Regions from separate parts of the Sus scrofa genome. Here region 1 is linked to region 2. The links are chromatin contacts, called in public Hi-C maps. All regions are on one chromosome and are shown on one strand. The core of a region is the stretch at or near the end of the contact, and the rest is flanking DNA. Distances in the headings are between cores, read along the strand shown. Region 1 holds the start of BCAT2 (branched-chain-amino-acid aminotransferase, mitochondrial). Region 2 holds the start of HRC (sarcoplasmic reticulum histidine-rich calcium-binding protein).

Evidence for each region. Hi-C and Micro-C count contacts between places; a contact is called where the count stands out from the background.
Region 1: a Hi-C map of epiblast stem cells shows a contact between it and region 2, with 1.9 times the contacts expected there. The contact joins the promoter of BCAT2 here to the promoter of HRC in region 2. A contact is called at or near these places in 2 of 5 promoter capture datasets (fetal liver and liver), 3 of 47 Hi-C or Micro-C datasets (embryonic fibroblasts, epiblast stem cells and liver) and 1 of 2 datasets of contacts at active chromatin or transcription factors (alveolar macrophages).

What each region holds. Positions count from the first base shown.
Region 1 is chr6:54,120,791-54,126,955 of Sscrofa11.1, reverse strand. It overlaps BCAT2 (branched-chain-amino-acid aminotransferase, mitochondrial), which reads left to right and starts at 3,508. Exons shown (of 10, transcript XM_021094703.1): 1 at 3,508-3,706. The coding sequence starts at 3,683. The region is part of intron 2 of LOC106510565 (a long non-coding RNA gene); the gene reads right to left. It overlaps HSD17B14 (17-beta-hydroxysteroid dehydrogenase 14), which reads left to right. Exons shown (of 10, transcript XM_021094705.1): 7 at 669-773; 8 at 1,010-1,077; 9 at 1,190-1,286; 10 at 1,376-1,727. The coding sequence ends at 1,549.
Region 2 is chr6:54,339,264-54,345,380 of Sscrofa11.1, reverse strand. It overlaps HRC (sarcoplasmic reticulum histidine-rich calcium-binding protein), which reads left to right and starts at 3,743. Exons shown (of 6, transcript XM_003127287.5): 1 at 3,743-5,547; 2 at 5,627-5,697. The coding sequence starts at 3,954. TRPM4 (transient receptor potential cation channel subfamily M member 4) reads right to left here and starts at 2,607. Exons shown (of 24, transcript XM_021094712.1): 1 at 2,473-2,607; 2 at 2,108-2,175. The coding sequence starts at 2,496.

The sequences.
Region 1 (6,165 bases), core at 2,259-4,758, 220 kb after region 2:
TGGCTGCACCTGCGGCCTATAGAGATCCTGAGGCAGGAATGGAAGCAGTGCCACAGCAGCTACCCTGGCTGCTGCAGCGACAGCACTGGATCCTTAACCTGCTGTGCCACAAGGGAACTCTACATTTTTCTATCTTGTTATGGGCAGGAGTTTGAGCAGTTTACAAATACCTAGAGAGGAGTTCCTGCTGTGGCACATTGGGATCAGCGGCATCTTGGGAGCAGTGGGACACAGGTTCGATCCCCTGCCCACTGCAGTGGGTTAAGGTGGCTATAGCTGTGGCTTAGGTCACAACCGCAGCTTAGATCTGCTCCATATGCTGCGGGGCGGCCAAAAAACCCCAAAACAATAACAACAAAAAACGTGGAGAGAGGGGGCAGAGACCCAGAGGAAGGGGGACAGGGACACAGAAAGAGAAAGAGAGAGGCAGGCAGTAGAAGAGACAGAGAGAAAAATCCCTTCCAGACAAGGAGAGACTCAAGGGCTGAGACCGAAGGCAGACCAGAGGGGGTACCGTAGAGCCCAGGAGCTGTCCCTTCGAGGCACCCAGATCGACAGATCAGCACACCAGGGAGATGGCCCCAGCCCCAGACATCAAGATGTGTTTGAGCAGGGCGGGGGGCAGGACATCCAGGGCTCAGCAGCTCCCTCTGCCTCTGTCTCCCCAGCTCGCCCTCCCTCACCTGCGCAAGAGCCGAGGCAACGTCATCAACATCTCCAGCCTGGTCGGGGCGATCGGCCAGTCCCAGGCAGTTCCCTATGTGGCCACCAAGGTACGCGGCCATGGTACCCCCCTGCTTCTTCAGGACCCCAGCCCTGAGGCATGGCCACCTGTGATGTGTTGGCCTCAAGCGTCTCCCAAGAAATGGTGCAGCCCAACGGAAACCTGCAGAGCGGGCGCGCCTTCCCCATTCTGATGGCCCTGCTTGATGACCCCGGTTGGGAGGAGAGGACAAAAGGACCCTCATCTTCCCTGGTCTGAACCTGTCTCCCCGCCCGTCTTCTGCAGGGGGCGGTGACAGCCATGACCAAAGCCTTGGCCTTGGATGAGAGTCAATATGGCGTCCGCGTCAACTGGTGAGCAGCTCCCTGGGCCGAGTGTGGGGTGGGGTGGGGGGAGCCTTCAAGACTGGGGGGGGCGGTGTTGTTGCAGCCAACTTCCCTGATCCCCTCTGCTCCCTCACCCCAGCATCTCCCCAGGAAACATCTGGACCCCGCTGTGGGAAGAGCTGGCAGCATCAACACCTGACCCCAAGGCCAAAATCCGAGAGGGCACGCTGGCCCAGGTAGGAGTGGGGGCCCCATCCAGGTGGAATGGGGGTGGCGGTCAGGTGAGGGCCCCTTTTGACCTGCTTTTCCCCTCGTCTCTCCCCAGCCCCTGGGCCGCATGGGCCAGCCTGCTGAGGTGGGGGCTGCTGCTGTGTTCCTGGCCTCCGAAGCCAGCTTCTGCACCGGGATTGAGCTGCTAGTGACTGGGGGCGCGGAGCTGGGCTTTGGGTGCAAGGCGGCGCAGTGCAGCGTCCCCGCAGGGGCGTCTGTGATCCCCTAATCTCCCACATTTCCACCTGGGCCTCCCGGACCAGGGCTCTCCCATCGCAAACTCAGTCTCCCAAATTCCCCTTCCCACCTCTCAGCTGCTGCGCCCCCCCGCCCCCCGCCAGACTTTAAGCCCACTTACCAATGTCCAGACCACCCCACATCTTTCCATAAAAGCACTTTGCAGCCAAGAGGAGGGCATCGTTACATTTATTTTGGCCCCTTAAAACCCTAATCCTCGGAGTTCCCATCATGGCTCAATGGTTAAAGAATCGACTAGGAACCATGAGGTTGTGGGTTCGATCCCTGGCCTTGCTTAGCGGGTTAAGGATCCAGCGTTGCCGTGAGCTGTGGTGTAGGTCGTAGACATGGCTTAGATTCCGCATTGCTGTGGCTCTGGCCTTGGCTGGCAGCTGTAGCTCCGATTAAACCCCTAGCCTAGGAACCTCCATATGCTGCAGGTGTGGCTCTAGAAAAAGGCAAAAAAAAAAACCACCAAAAAACCCTAATCCTTGCCCTCCCCCATTTCCACTGGAGGCCTGGACCCCAGGGATTACGATTTCCAGAAGGCCTTGCGGCAGGAGCAACCCGGGGGCTCCTGGGAAAAGTATTGCCAGCCGGCTGCTACCGAGCAGTAATTAAACAAGCCCGCAGGGGAGAGTAAATCAAACTCTAATTTGGAAATAATGAAGGAGGTAAAGCAAAAAGGCCTCCCTGTTTATTCTTGGCCCTTAGGGGAAAGGAGTTTAGACCTCTCTGCCAGCAGAGTAGGAGGGTGGCCAGCCCCAAAAGTCGAGAAGGAAGAAAAAACCGGGGGTTGAAAATCCGGGGTCCGAGGAAGGAAGAGCTGGTGTCTGGATGCCTGAATTTAGAGGACTGGGAAACTAAAGGGGAGGTAGGAGGAAATTAAGTGGCATGACTCCCCGGCTGGGAGGTACCAAGTTTCCTCGAGGTGGGGGCCCCCAGGCTGGGAGGTGGAGCTGCATCACTGCTGCGGATTGGCCGCGGCGGGGGTGTGTGTGCAGCAATCACCAACTGGCCTGGGCGCGGCACCGCTAAGGCTCCAGCCAAGGTTGAGGGGGGAAGAGGGCTGGGGAGGAGGGAGGGAAGGCGGAGACACTTTGCTGGAGAGCGTTCAGGTTTGACCACCTGGGCCTGTGACTGTTAAGGCTGCGGGACAGAATTTGGGGGCATAGTGTCGCAGGGTAGAATTACGGAGACGCAGTGAACCAGGGACTGAGTTTGAATACACAAGAGGAACAATATTTTGGTGTCAAAGTAACCCCGATGCAGGAGTTGGGGGAACTCCTGGAAGGTTCGGGGGGACACAGTGACCGCGTGGCGTGGCGTAGGGGACACCGATGCGGGTTTGACCAGCTGGCGATTAGAGGGACCCTGCGGGGCTGTAATCGTCTAACTCTGCCTCTGGGGGTCCTGAAGCTGGGGAGACACTCCCGAAGGGGCATAAACCAGGAAATCCTATTCTAAGGGCTGCTCACGGAAGCCCTCTGATGAAGTGGGGGATTGAAATTTTACCACTGATGAAAAGAGGTGGTAGGAGGCAAGGTGAACAGTGTGGGTGTTTCTCTTTAAAAGTTACAAAGAATGCACACGTTATCTTCTCGTTGCAAAGAAAAACCTGTATTCAAATAGAGTATCCAGAGGGAAGCTCCTGCTCCATCCACACCTGCCGCCCTCTTCGGAGTCCCCTCCCTTTTCCCGCGCGTTTTTCCGTACTCTCTGCTCCCACCGATATTTAGAGCGGGGTTTGCTTTTCCCCAAGAATCGTGGTGCGTGAAGATCACTGCTTCCTGCGTTTCCCCTCTCTTATCTCGGGCTGCTGGCCTTTGTTAGCGCCCCGGAACAGTTCTGGATCTATTAAAACGCAGTTTGGAAGCCGTTGCACGCTGGCTCTTGCGCGGGGGCGGGGAGGAGGGTTCCCCCCCGGCCCCCCGCGGGTTCCGGCGCATGCGCTCTGCAGCAGGGCCCAGTTCCCCCTCCAGCGCCCTATAACTGGGAAGGCCTGGGCAGCCTAGGGCGCTGGGCTGGCCGTCATCCCACGCGAGGGGGCGTGAGCGGGGCGGAGCCGGAACGTCTTTCTCGCCCGCCGCACCCGGGCCGGGCACAGATCCCCGCCGCTCGGACCATGGCTGCAGCCGCCTTGAGGCAGGTGGGTTCGCGGCCGGGTGGGAGACCCTGCGGGGAGGCGCACTTCGGGTGGACCCCTCGCCCGTGGCCTCTCCGGCGTGGCACCCGCTCCTCCCGCACTCGGGTTCCGCCGCGGGGCGCCGAGGAGGAGGAGGCCCCGGAGAAAGCAGCACAAGGCCTTCCAGGCGGGGAGGGGGAGAGAGGTCAACGTTGGGAAGGGGACCCAGATGGGAGCCACACGGAGGGGAACGTGGAGGAGGAGCCTATAAGGAGAGAGCCGTGGGGCTGGGGTGGCGGGATGGGTTAGGAGGGAATAGGCAGCCGGTGGGGGAGCCGGGCTAAGACGCCCAGGACCTCGGACCCCTAGGGGTAGAGGTAGGAGGAAGGCATAGGGTTCAGTCTCAGGTCACTCATGGGAATTGGATCCAGCGCCCTGTTTTCTTGGAACTAAAGATAGATGTCTCATGTGTCCCTGAAACCTCTCATCTGGAACTCTCCACCCGGGGGTGGTGGTGGGGGACCGAGGCAGCATCTCCCTGTCAGTGACTGAGATCGTCCAGGCGAGAAGGGGACCCTCCGTTCTTACGGACAGGATGGCAACAAGCAGAGCTTCGGTCCGTGGTTTTAGAAAACAAGGATACAATACTAATAACTTGGTGTGTGTGTGTGGGGGGGGTGTCTTTACAACCCTTGACAGCTGCAGCCTGACGGTGGGAAAAGTGGTTTCTGTTAACTTTGTAGTTGACTTTATCTGGGACTCTTATCCCAGCCTGATGGAGAGCAGGGCAGACTTTTACTTTCTCAGAGTGACTGAGACAGGCTCGGACTGCCACCGAGGCGGGCTAGGCTTTGATGGTGACACTGCTGGGCTGTGGTGGGACAGTTCCGGGCAGCGATGGGGACAGTCTGGGTGATGATGCGGAGAATCTTGGGCTGTCATAGGACAGTCCTGGTTTCTTGTGAGACCTCGGCTATGGTGGGTCAGTTCTGCATGTCATGGGGATCAGTCCTGGGCTTTGACTGGGTCATGTGCGGGTTATGGTCCAGATGGTCCCTTGCTGGGACAAGGACAGCCCTGCTCATGATAGAGACCTTTCCCGGGCTGTAAAATGGGGTCAGTCCCGAAGTGTGAAGGACAGCTAAGCTATGATAGAGACAATCCTTGGCTTTAATGGTGACCTTCCTGGGCCACGTTAGGACAGTCCTGAGCTTTAACAAGAAGGCTCCAGCATGTTGGAGTCCTGCCCTGTGCATATCCACCCCCTCCCCCAGCCATTTCTCTTTTCTTTTCTTTTTTTGTCTTTTTGCCTTTTCTGGGGCCGCTTCTGTGGCATATGGAGATTCCCAGGCTAGGGGTCGAATCGGAGCTGTAGTCACTGGCCTACACCACAGCCACAGCAATGCGGGATCCAAGACACGTCTGCAACCTACACCACAGCTCATGGCAACACCGAACCCTTAACCCACGGAGCAAGGCCAGGGATCGAACCTGCAACCTCATGGTTCCCAGTCGGATTCACCAACCACTGTACCACGACGGGAACTCCACCAACCATTTCTCTTTTCTTAATTCAGCCCCAATCCTTGTACACTCTTTGTCCCCAAAGCCCGTTTACCATCGGAGATCTCCTCTGGGCCCCATCCCCCAGGGTTTGGGGTATCAGGGGGTGGATTATAACCTGCATCCTCATGGATACTAGTCAGGTTCATGACCTCCGAGCTGAGGTGAGACCCTTGCTCCTGGAGGAACAAGGTCGCTTCTTCCAGGGGGCAGGGTCTCTGTGGCCAGTGCAGGCTTATAATCTGAAAACAGTGCCTGGCGCTTTCCTCTCTGCCTTGTGGGTGTGCGGTCTTGCCTCTCCTCCCGGCTTCTCCTGGATATCTCAGTCTCTAAGCCTCCCTGGGACTGTTTCCCTCCAGGTGCTGGCATCGCTCCATCTCTCCCCATCTTTCCTCATTTCCCTCGGTCTCCTTCTTTTGCATTTGTGCTGTCATCGCAAGTCTGGTCTTTGTCTGTTTCTCCCCTTTTCCCTGTTCTCTCTCTCCTGGCTTCTCTTTATCTTGACTTCCATACTTTCTTTTCTTTTCTTTTAGGGCCACACCTGTGGCATATGGAAGTTCCCAGGCTAGGGGTCAAATCAGAGGTGCAGCTGCCGGCCTACACCACAGCCACAGCAACGCCGGGTCCTTACCCCACTGTGCAAGGCCAGGGATCGAACCCGCATCCTCATGGATACTAGTCAGGTTCGTTTCCTCTGAGCCACAACAAAAACTCCTCTATCTTTTTCTTATTCTTGCTCTTCCCTATTTTTTTTTCTTCCATTCTGAGGGCTGCTTTCCTGCCCACATGCTGGCTGTCTCCACCCTGCGTGTCTGTATTTTCTTCCTACGGTGGGTGTCCTGTCCCCTCCTGGGCAGCAGCTTGACCACAGGCTGGGGCAGGCTACACATCGCCACCTAGAGGCCATGCCTGGCACCCAC
Region 2 (6,117 bases), core at 2,494-4,993:
AAATCCACCATAGAATTGCCAGTTTGCTGGCTCCTCTGACTTTACATGTTCTTAGCCCAGCACACACACCCAGTGACGTCTCACCTCCTTCCCCAGGTTCCAACTACAGCTAGGACTTCTCAAGTCTTGGATGGAAGTCCCAGATTTTCCTGAGGCCCTGACCAGGTCTGCGACACTGCTGGCTCCCCCGGTGCCCCCCCACCCACGAAATCCCACTCTGAGCTCAGTGACATTTCCCAAACCTGCTCATCCCCCTGGGTCCCCATCTCAGGGACAATGCCACGGTCTCCCAAGCTCCAGACCTGATGTCTGGGGTATCGCCCTCCCCTCTCCCCTCACTCCCCAAATCCATGGGTCCCCAAGCTCCTGCCCCCGGAATCCTCGCCCCATCATCCCCTCCTGTGTCCCCATAGCCCTGGCCTGCCTCAGGTCTCTTCTCCTCCCGCCTACCCTTGCCCAGCCTCTTCTCCAGCTTCCCGAACTTCTAGTCATCCCAGGAGGTCTTTCCACACCCAGAGCTGACCCTGCCCCTCCCATAATTTCCCGGAACACCAGGACAGGGTCCCAGCCCCTTGGGGTAGCATTTGAGGTCTTGCGACCTCTGGCCCCACCCTCCTCCTCGGTCTCCTTTCTCAGATGCTCCTTGCACCCTGAACTTTGCCCCACTGGCAAACCACGTGGCAATGTCAATAGGGGGCAGCTTATACTGCTGTTCCCACCCCTTCCAAGAGCCTCTCTTCAGCCCGCTTTCAACTGTCAAACTTTTTTCTTTTTTTTTGCTTTTTAGGGCCACACCTGTGGCATACAGAAATTCCCAGGCGAGGGGTTGAATTATTGAATTAGAGCTGCAGCTGGTGGCCTACATCACAGCCACAGCCTCACCAGATCCAAGCCAAGTCTGCAACCTACACGGCAGCTTGGGGCAATGCCAGATCCCTCACCCACGGAGTGAGACCAGGGATCGAACCCACATCCTCATGGATACTAGTCGGGCTCATTTCCACTGAGCCACAAAGGGAACTTCTCAAACTCCAACTTTGTCACCTTTAAATGTCACCTCACTGCCCTCCCCTCCAGGAGCCATTGGTGACACCCCAAGGGCCTCCGCAGCCTCAGCCAGATGCCTCCTCTTGGCTCCCACCAGGCACAGTGGCATGTCTTTGGCAGCTCCCATCCTCTCGCCTTAGAATCCTCTTCCTCCCACCAAAGCAGAGGTTCCTAAACTTTCTGGACCACACTTCCATCTGCAAAAGGTTTTTGAGCACTCACCCCTAAATAATATGTCTATTTATACATAATTCAAGCCATCCTGCACTAATAAATTCATAATAATACGCATACCAAGTTAGGAATGTTGGTATTTCCCACACCCCAAAGATCATCTTGAGGACACCAGGAAGCCGGAAACCCCTTGAGAAAACATTGCTGAAGGCCAGGAGTCCCTAAGGGTGGCCACCGCCCAGCCACGGAGCACCAGCCCAGAGCCTGCACACACTAGGTAACTGCTACCTTCCTGGAGGAACCAGAGCTATTTTCCAGTGCTTACCATGTGCTGGGCACGTTCGGAAGTATCACAAGCATTAACTTGTTTAATTCGCGCAAGAATTCCAGCAGGTAGAGCCAGAGCCTGTTTTTATGCCCAGATGACGGATGAGGCCCAGAGAGGTGAAACGTTTTGCCCAAAGCCACACAGCACGTGTCCCAGCCGAGATTAGAACCCTAGCAGGGCCTGTGCTCTTGAAAATCATGCCCCCTTGGACGTGCGGAGTGAGGGTTTCTTGGAGGAGTGGACGAATGAATGAAACAGCGACAGTCGAGAGAGAAAAACAGAGAAAGTGACACCAGGAGGCGGAGACACACGGGAGAGACACGAGGAAGGAAAGAAACGGAACCCAGCCCTGGGGCTTTAACACGGACCCTGAGCGTGAGAAGGATTAGTTGGATGTGTTTGCAGAAGGACCGAAGCCCTCCCCGAGGGAGAGAGCCACCAGGGAACGCCCTTGGGAGTGTCTGCGGGGACAGGACTGGGGGAGGGGAGGAGCCGAAGGGCGGGGTCTGAGGTGGGCGGGGTGGACATCTGGGGTCGGTCCCCGGGTGGGCTCCTCACCCCGGATCTGTGGGGTCAACGATGAAAGTTGTGCACGTCTTCTTCTTGAAGATCTTGGGGATATAGCTCTGGGGACAAGAACAAGGGGTGAAGGGGAACCAGTTCAGTCCTAAGGGACACAGAGTGACTCACCCGCGCCCCAGCCTAGACCTAGGAGTCCAGGACCCCAGCGCCCGCCTCCCCCAAACTCAGGAGACTCGATTCCCCCCAGCCCCCATCTGTCCCCAAGGACCCAGGCGTCCGAGGCCCCAGCAGCCCCCTTCTTTGACCCAAGAATCTGGGTCTCCAGCGCCCTCCTCTCCGGGAACCAGGGGTCCCGGCCCCCAGCTCCCTGTTCCCTCAGACCCGGGGTCCGGCCGCTGTACCTGCTCCTTCTCCGCACCCACCATGCTGCTGCAGCCTCTGCAAACTATCCGACTCCCTGCATTCCCTCAACCAACCCGGGCTCTAGACGCGCCCGGGACAAACCGGATCCACTACGTCCCAGCCCAGCCTGGGCGGGGCCAGGTCTAGGGGGCGGGGAATCTCGGAGACGCGCAGAGCGGGAGGCGGGGCAAAGGGTCTGAGGGACCGGCAGGCGAGACCCGGGGAGAGGGGGCCGGGGACCCGGGGTGGGGGACAGGGACTCAGAGAGGAAATGCCAGTGATGAGGGAGAGGGCACACAAAAAGGGGATGGGATGGGGACACGAAGCCTTAGGTTGGGACAGGGAATCAGAAAGGGGGGACAGAGATTGGCGAGGGGCTACATCGACCCAAAGCGAGGGGGGGGTGCTTGGAAGGAAGTTGGCGGGGGCGGGGTGGGGGCGCGGCGGAGACACTCAGACTGAGAGGGAGAGACAGAAGCCTGAGAGTGAGAAGGGGACAGAATCCTGGGGAGGGGGACAGGGACTCCAAGAGAGCGGGTGAAGAAACAAGAACTGAGAGAAGGGAACCCACAGAGAAGGCTGGGAACCCAAAGAGCGAGGGGTGAGGACAGCAGTGATAGGATGAGGGGGAGGTACTGATACACAGGCAGGGCCCCCATGTCTCCTGCTAGCTCTCCAGGGACAGGGACAGCTGCAGCCTCCTGAGTAACCTGAGCCCCCTGCACACACACACCCCCTGCTGTATTTATAGCCCTGGCCTGGCCCCATCCCCTGCCCCCAGATCTGAGTTCCAGGGACAGGAGGTCATGGGTACGCACGCTGGAGCACAATTCCTCTCACCCCTGTCCAGGGCTTCCCTGTGGGCATCCACCATCTCAGCAAAGTCGCCCGTTCTGGCCGGAAACTCCCCATAATCTAACCCCCAATCCTTCCTTGGCAGGGGTCTCTCCCCTCAAATACACCCTTCCCGCTCCCCTCCTCCCATGGCCCGGGCTCCCCCCAAATTGGCCCACTGAAAATTTGACACCATTTTTGCAGCTGCCAAACCGGAACTTGTCGGCATTCAAAATCAAGTCCCTTGGCCCCCTCTCCTGGCCAAAGAGAGACCCCTTCTCTCACCCCCTCCCCAGCTGAGAGGAGAAAGAGCCGGAGGGGAGGGGCAGGCCGGGCCTAACCCAGAATAACTCCGGGCCGAAAGTAAATTTAGCCACAGAGAGGGGAGGGGAGAGACCCTATTGGCTGGGGAGCGGGAGGGAGGGGCGGAGGGGGTCAGGGGGTTCTGGAGATTGTCTCAGAGGGGTGTCTGGAGCCTGGCAGTGAGGGCCAGAGGGCAGAGACAGAGAGAGACACAGCAAAGGAAAGACACAGGGAGAAAGAAAGAGAAGGACCCCAAAGGGACAGGGACCCCAGTATTCATCGACATAGCCTCAGCCACAGCGGGAGCCAGCCCAGGGAGAAGCTCTGCTGCTGGTCTGTCCCCATGGGCCACCCTGGGCCATGGTTGCAGGCGTCTCTCCTCTGGGCTGCTGTGGCCAGCCTGCTCCTCCCCCCTGCTATGACCCAGCAGCTGAGAGGGGCTGGGCTGGGCCCCAGCAACTTGAACAACAACGCAGGCATCCCCGGGCCCACAGAGGACGCATCAGGCAAGTTCGGTCACTCCGGGCATAGCCATAGAAGCCATGGGGATGAGAACAGCGATGTCTCCACGGAGAGTGGGCATCATTTCTGGGCCTCTGGAGACCACGGAGAAGAGGAAGAAGATGTCTCCAAAGCAGCCCATCCCCGCCAAGGCCACAGGTACCAAGGCCACGAGGTGGGAGATGAGAACATCTCTGAGGAGGAGGGAACCACAGCGCATGCTCCGCAGGCGGGTGGGCACAGAGGCCGTGGGAGCAAAGACATGGATGATTCAGCTGAGCCCAGGCACCACTTCCCCAGCCATGGGAGCCACGGCCACCAAGACGAGGATGAGGATGAAATTGTGTCCAGCGAGCGACACCATCATATCATCAGGCATGTACGCCGAGGCCATGGAGAAGAGGAGGAGGAAGAGGAGGAGGAAGGCGGCATCTCCACCGAGTATGGACACCAGGCCCACGGGCACCGAGACCACGGGATGGAAGAGGACGAAGACGTCTCAGCTGGACGTCACCATCACGGCCCCAGCCACAGACACCGAGGCCATGAAGAAGAAGAAGATGACGACAATGACGGTGACTCCGCTGAGTACAAATATCAGACGCACGGGCATCAAGGCCACGAGAAGGAAGAGGATGGAGACGTCTCAGACTCGCACCACCATCATGTCCCTGGCCACGGACACCCAGGCCACAGAAATGAGGAAGATGAGGATGAGGTCGTATCCACTGAACACTGGCACCAGGTTCCCAGACATACCCACCATGGCCTTGGAGATGAGGAGGAGGAAGGAGAGGAGGAGATCACGGTCAAGTTCAGCCACCATGCTGCAAGCCCCCAAGCCCAAGGCCACAAGAGCACTGAGGAGGAGGAGGACTTCCCAGACGAATATACGAGAGAGAGCCCTGGTCGTCACCACCCCGGGGTCCTCAAGGAGGAAGATGAGGACATCTCCACCAAGCTTGGCCACCAGCCTGCCAGCCACAGGCAGCAAGGCCACAGAGGATCCATCAAAGAAGAGACTAGCTCCCGTCCCCGGGAACACATGGGGGTCAAGGATAGAAGCCATTTAGGGGAGGGTGATTCCGAGGAGGAAGAGGAAGAGGACCACAGCTCCCCTGAAGAGGATGGTGAAGGTTCAGAAGAGGAAGGAGAAGGCACCCACCAGGGCAGCCTGGACCGGGAGGATGAGGAAGACGAGGAGGAAGGTCATGGCCTCAGCCTGAGCCAGGAGGAGGAGGAGGAAGAGGAGGAGGAAGAAGAGGAGGAGGAGAGGAGGGAAGAGAGGGCTGAGGTTTGGGTCCCACTGAGCCAGGACCACCAGGAGGAAGACGACGAGGAGGAGGAGGAGCTGCCCGTCACCATCATCCCCAACCCACTGGCTGGGAGGGAGGCGGGAGGTGCCTCCAGCGAGGAGGAGAGTGGTGAGGACGTGGGTAAGTGATCTGACTAGGTGGGGGTGGGGAAGAGCAGAGTCAGCCCGGGTCACTGCTGCCCTCTTTCTTGTCCCCCCAGGTCCCCAGGGTGCCCAGGAATACGGAAACTACCAGCCAGGATCCCTGTGTGGCTACTGCTCCTTCTGCAATGTATGTCCCCAACCCAGATCCATCCACCCAGCTGTCCTGAGAATTTCTTCCAGGGCTCTGGTGTGCCTTGGGAGGGCCTTGAGAAAAGGAGGGTCAGGGACAGTTCTGAGTGAACAGCGACACTTCTGGGGCTACGTGGGGGACATCTGGAGGCCAGGATGCTGGGGAGGAAGCTGGGACAATGGTCCAGGAAAGGGTGGGTGAGGCATGAGCTACAAGGCTGTGGGAACAGAGAGGAGGGTACAGGGAGGCAGTGGGGGCAGGAGGACTGTAGACTGACAGGCTGGGAGGAGCGCATGGAGAGAGGAGGTAAAGAGAGGACTGGGGGTGGGGGGCCCAGGCCACAGTGATGGGAGGCCGCGGTGGCGCCCTGCAATAGGGAAACGAGGGGGCGGAAAGCAGACTGGTGGAGATACTGAG